2 separate regions of the Cricetulus griseus genome follow, and region 2 is linked to region 1. Evidence: chromatin contacts called from public Hi-C data. All regions are on one chromosome and are shown on one strand. The core of a region is the stretch at or near the end of the contact, and the rest is flanking DNA. Distances in the headings are between cores, read along the strand shown. Region 1 holds the start of Jdp2 (jun dimerization protein 2). Region 2 has its middle 46 kb from the start of Fos.

The links. Hi-C and Micro-C count contacts between places; a contact is called where the count stands out from the background.
Region 2: a Hi-C map of the CHO-K1 cell line shows a contact between it and region 1, with 2.8 times the contacts expected there. The contact joins the enhancer-like site here to the promoter of Jdp2 in region 1. A contact is called at or near these places in 2 of 8 Hi-C or Micro-C datasets (the CHO-K1 cell line and liver).

Annotation. Positions count from the first base shown.
Region 1 is chr5:118,193,223-118,195,969 of CriGri-PICRH-1.0, forward strand. It overlaps Jdp2 (jun dimerization protein 2), which reads right to left and starts at 1,358. Exons shown (of 6, transcript XR_004770126.1): 1 at 1,148-1,358.
Region 2 is chr5:118,268,243-118,270,989 of CriGri-PICRH-1.0, forward strand. No RefSeq gene overlaps it. Among named protein-coding and RNA genes, the nearest start is that of Fos, 46 kb to the right of the region's middle. Within about 2 kb of position 1,414, at least 3 of the 6 cell types and tissues checked have open chromatin away from gene starts, as enhancers often do. A contact at or near this core is called in the CHO-K1 cell line, where this site is marked.

The DNA.
Region 1 (2,747 bases), core at 108-2,607:
AATCTAGCTGGAGCTGTCTCAGTCAATAGATTCCCTCCTTGCACCAGTCTCTCCACCGCTATCCCCAAATGGCCCATCCATTTCTGCAAATGAGCCAAGGCTTCCCAGGTTTGCCCACTCCCCCGGAGATCCAGGCAAAGCCTATCCCTGCCACCCCAGGATCCAGGTGTCCAGATGCAAGGCCTAGACTTCTTGGAGAAGAGAGACGGATGAGTTCCTTCTAAAACCGGGATGTTACCTAAAGAAGCCTGCTTACCTTCTTATGTAACCTGATGTGCAAGATCCCAAGGGGACCCGGGACTACCCCGTGGTTCCCTCCTAACCCAGCCAGAGCCTGCAGCAATGGTCCTTAGCAAAGAAAGCACTGTTGGTTAGATACCTTTCCCAATACCCTCCCGGTATTGGGGCGCGACCTGTCAGCAGGTCTGGGGCGTGCATGCCCCCTCGAGTTCCCCCGCAGTCTCCACGACAGTTTTCTCCCGCTCACCCCGCCCTCTCCGCGGTCCGTGCACAGCACCTCCCAGCACACGCACTGGGGGAGGAGAACGAGGAGGGAGCGCCCCGCTGTCCCGGCCTCACACAGGACTGCCCGGCCCAGCCCGGGAAACCACGGGTGGGCAGCGCCTGCAGCTCTCCCGTAGAGAGCTCGGGGCCCCGGGTCGGTGGGAGTCCCCAGCGGTAGCTACTACGACGGTGGCCGCCCCAGGTGCCCGCGGCCGCGCGCCCCGCCTACTCCCCCCGCCTCCCCCGGGGACCCACCGTGCAGAAGCCGCTGGCGGAGGCGGCGCCCCCGGGCCCAGAACCAGGCTGCAGGCGCCGTGCCCACTCCGCGCCTCTGCCGCCCGCTGCCAGGCCCGTCGGCGCGGGAGCCGCCGCGGCGCAGCCCCGCCGCCGCGCAGCCTCTGTCGCCGCAGCGGCCGCCCCGTCGCGGCCCCGCGCGAGCGTCCCTCCCCGCAGGCTGTGGCGGGCGGCAGGGACGGGTTGCATCAGCCCCGGCTATATAGCGGGCCCTGAGTCGCGGCGGGGAGGGGTCGGGAATGCGGAACCGGCCGAGCTGCCAGCTCCACACGTCAGAGGGGGACGGAGAGGAAGAGAAGGAGGGGACGGGGAGGAGGGGGTGTGGATCGCGCGCTTCACACCCACTGACCTTCACCTCCCCCGCTGCCGGCGCCCTCCTCCTGCCGCGGCTCGCGCTCCTCCGCCTGCCCGGCCGGCCGGGACCCAGCCGTGCTTGTCCCGGCAGCATCGCGGTCCCGCGGCGCGCCCCGCCCGCGGCTCCCGAGAGCGCGAGGCAGCAGGACCCGGCGAGCGGTTATGTAAGCGCATCCTCTGCTCGGCCGCAGGGCCGCCACCCCCGAGGCGCTGCACAGCCAGGGAGGCAGCGACACGAAGGCGGCGGCCGGACGTGCAGAGAACCCCTTCCAGCTCAGCCCGCGCTGAACCATCCTCCTCCGTCCGGTGCGCTCTCCCGCAAAGCCCAGAGCGAGGGTGACGTTCAGCGCAGCAGTGATGTCTTCGGACGCAGGATCTCGCAAGCCTGTTTTGTTTTTTCCGTGGAGGAGCATGGGCGGGGAGATTAAGGCGTTTGGGAGCCTCTGTCCCTATCCACTGTCCACCAAAGCGCCCTGGGGTCCTGAAGCCATGCTGTGAGTGGCCAGAGACCCAGACTGGAGCTGCAGTCTGAGGCCACCGTTGTGTCAGTGGCTGGCCCAGTTTGACCCAAAGCTCTTTGCCCAGCTCCCACAGGCTTTCGCCTCCCTTTGACAGAACGCAGTAATGAGGACCTGACTTCTGCAAAACCTCCAAAGGCCTTCTTCCTCAAGGACTCCCAGCGCTAGCTTCCACGCCCTCCTCTTAACCTCCTTCAGGGGTAGATGGTAAAGAACGCTCCAGAGAAAATAATAATGACAGTCCTTTGAAGGCTAGTACACAGAGCCCTCAGGCAGAAATACATGTGGCACCTAAGAACAATTGCTGTCATCCCCAGTCTCCAGACCCTTGGGTGATCAGCCAGCTCTGCCCCCGACACGCGTACCTTTCTGTTTAAGCCTGAGAAGGTTGGCAATGTTGACACTCAGTGACCTTCAGATTCCTTCTCAGAGAGAAGGCAGGTCATCACCCATAGAAGAAAGGAAGTGAAAGAAAAAGTTCATGCCTTCGTAGAGTACAGATGCTCAGAGTGAGACTTCAAATCAGAGCCAAGCCTGACAAGCACAGATCCATGAGCCTGCCTGCAGGGAGGCATCCTGCAGGAGAGGACAGGTTGAATAGACAGAGACAGACCAAGTCCCAGTGACATGGCTTGTCCATCTTCACAGTCACCATCAGCAACTTCCCTTACAACACTGGTGCAAAAACAAAGAAAGTGTAACTCCAAAAGAACACACTCTGCCAACTCAGTAGTAATGTGATAGTTTTGTAGAAGAACATTACTCTCCGACCCAGAAAAGCCAGCAACACCTTTACCAAGGCACAGAGATCAAAGCTGGACGGCGTGAAACTGGCTTACATGATATTTCTCCCCCAAGATGAGAGTCTGGACATTTATGTGAAAGAAAACACTGAATTCGGGAAACATTACTTTATACATCCTCTGTTGGGACTTTGAAAAAGCTAAACTGATCTCTGTGCTGGGACTAATAATTAACATGTGTGGTTAAAGCTGGTAGTCCCCAGGGCGTACTTTGGATCATGGCTGGGTGACTGGTAGTCCTACTGGGCCTTTACTTCCTACGGTGATTAAATAT
Region 2 (2,747 bases), core at 164-2,663, 75 kb after region 1:
CTCACCTTGAATTCCAGTTGCTTACTTGCCTAGCCCCACCCTGCAGCAGGCCCCTGCCTCCCTGGGAGCAGGTAGCTTTTCATTCAACTTTGCAATGTCATGACTTCAATATCCACTCATACATTCATGACTTCAGTATCCACGCATATATTTATGACTTGCAAACAACACCAGCAGCCTGTCTTCTTGGGCTTCAGCCCCTTGGTCCAAATGTCTGGACTTCTCCCTCTGCTGAAATCGAGTAAGTCCTCAACAGACCATATTGTCTCTCCCCTAAATTTACTTCTGCAATGCCTGCATAGGTGAATAGAACCCTCCTCTAGTTGCTCGGCCTCCAATATGTGAGCCCTACCTCCCACCCCTTCTCTCACCCCTTCTGTACTTACATGGGCCTATGCACACACACACACACACACACACACACACACACACACACACACACACACACACACACACACACGCAATCATGCAAATGTAAAAAGAACAATGTCACCGTACTGGGAACTAACCAGAATGAGGGCTCTGGGGCCAGCCTATGTTCTCAATAGAGTCCGGAGACATCTGCCCCTTTCATCCCCACAGCCCCATCCTTCTTCAGGACACCACCATCTCTCGCCCACGAATTGTAAAAGTTTTCTTTTTTTCTCTTTCCATTTTCCCGTGTGTGAGGTTCACGTGTGCGGATTTATATGCTCGTGGTGGCACGTGTGCGCACACAGGGGCACGTGGAGGCCAGTGGGTGAGGTTGAAAATCGTCATTGGTGGCTCTCCACCTCAGTCAAGATCTCTCAATCAAACCCAGAGCTCTCCGCCGATATGACTAGCTTAGACAGCCAGTTTGCTTTGGAGATCGCCTATCTCCGCCTTCTCAGCTTTGCCCACTTAGCATTTACATAGGCTCCAGAGATCTGAACTCTGGTCTTCACATTAGTGTAGCCATCTCCATAGCCCCTCTTGATCTGGTCTATAATCTTGCTTGCCCATCTCTAGCCCAAATAAGAACATGATCTTTTTATTATTATTATTATTATTATTATTATTATTATTATTATTACTATGTATACAGAATTCTGTCTGCATGCTTGCACCAGATCTCAATATAGATGGTTGTGAGCCACCATGTGGTTGCTGGGAATTGAACTCAGGACCTCAGGAAAAGCAGCAGTGCTCTTAACCTCTGAGCCTTCTCTCCAGCCCTGAATGTCATCTTTCTAAGATGTTTCCTTCCTAAGAAGTCTTTTCCTGTCCTCCTCAAACTCCTCAGCATCTGAGGTGGCTTCCCGGGCCCAATGTGACTGCCCTCAGCCCTATTTGATTCCCTGTCCCACAGCCCACCCTACACACAGTACGTTCCAGCCACTTGAAGCTACCGGTAGTTTCCCCACATAACTCATTCTGTGTAGCGGCACAGACAATATGACTCACCAAACACCATGTGTGACCCGGGAGTCATTGCTAGCCTGGGTCACTGAGTCACCCATGGAGGACAGCAGCAAACTTCATGGGAACAAAAAAAAAAAAAGAGAGCTTTTCTTGAATTAAACTACTGAGACGCTCAGATCTTGAGGTTTCCTTTTTGCCATTGTCATTGTTTGTTTTTTGTGTGTTTGTTTTGTTTTGGACACTCTACAGCCCAGGCTGGCCTCAAACTCACATTGATCCTCCTTCCTTGGCATCCTAAATTCTGGGATTACAGGTGTGAGGCGCCACTCCAGCTGAGGGTTTCCCTCTGGCTGCAGCACAGTGGAGCCTATCGTTTCCAGTTTTCCCTCTACACCCACCTCCCTACCTAGACACCTGTGCTTGTCTGGCAGGCTCAACCTCTGGAATGGTCAAGACTGAGTCTGGGCTTCTTCTTAGGAACCTCCTTACCACCCTGTGAAACCCCTATTAGCACTATATAACTGGGCATTCCTGAGCCCTCACTCCCCATCAGGTCTAGAGATCAGAGCCCAGGCCTTTCTCACTCAAGGCTGCATCCACAGTACTTGACACGGGGTCTGCATGTATTCAACAGATACTTGAACTAGTGAAACATGCCTGTAATCTCAGCACCTGGGAACCTGAAACAGAAGGATTATGGGTTGGAGGCCAACGTGGACCTCATAAGAGGTTCCAAGCCAGCCTGGACTACATAATAGGATAATTATCAAAAAACTAACAACAAAAACCTAGTGAAGGAAGGAAAGAAAGCAAAGATACATTCAAGGACAATTTTAGATCCACAGATTAGCATTCTCATGCCTGTACTCTGCTGGACACCAAAAGCAAACTGTTTTTACGTTATTCAATCTTGAATCCCTTTGAGGGTGGTATAAAAATAACGGAAGAATTGGGAGAGTATGAAGTTCCCCTTTTTAATGACTTATACTCAGCTGGGGGAATTGAAAAATCTGCAGCCAAGCCCTTCCTCTCCCCGTCCCTCTGTATGCCTTTAATTTTCACCTCCATCACCTGTCATGACTACAGTGCATCCTTCTGACTGGGCACCAAGCCAGCAGTTAAGTCACCAAGGCCAGCGTCTGAAGCCATGGTGTCTTTGCAGACCACAGCTATCCCACAGAGCCACAGTGGAATCAGGTGGCTGGGAGGAGTCAGGAGTGGGGGCCCCATAGCTCCTCTCCATCACTGTCAGAGGCCTGTGGAAGCAAGCAGGCCCTTCGGCTTCTTCATTAGTGATTTGCAGTAGAGACAGGAGCTCAGGTCTCCAGGGATCCAGGCAGGCCAGTGCAATTCTCTGCAAGTGT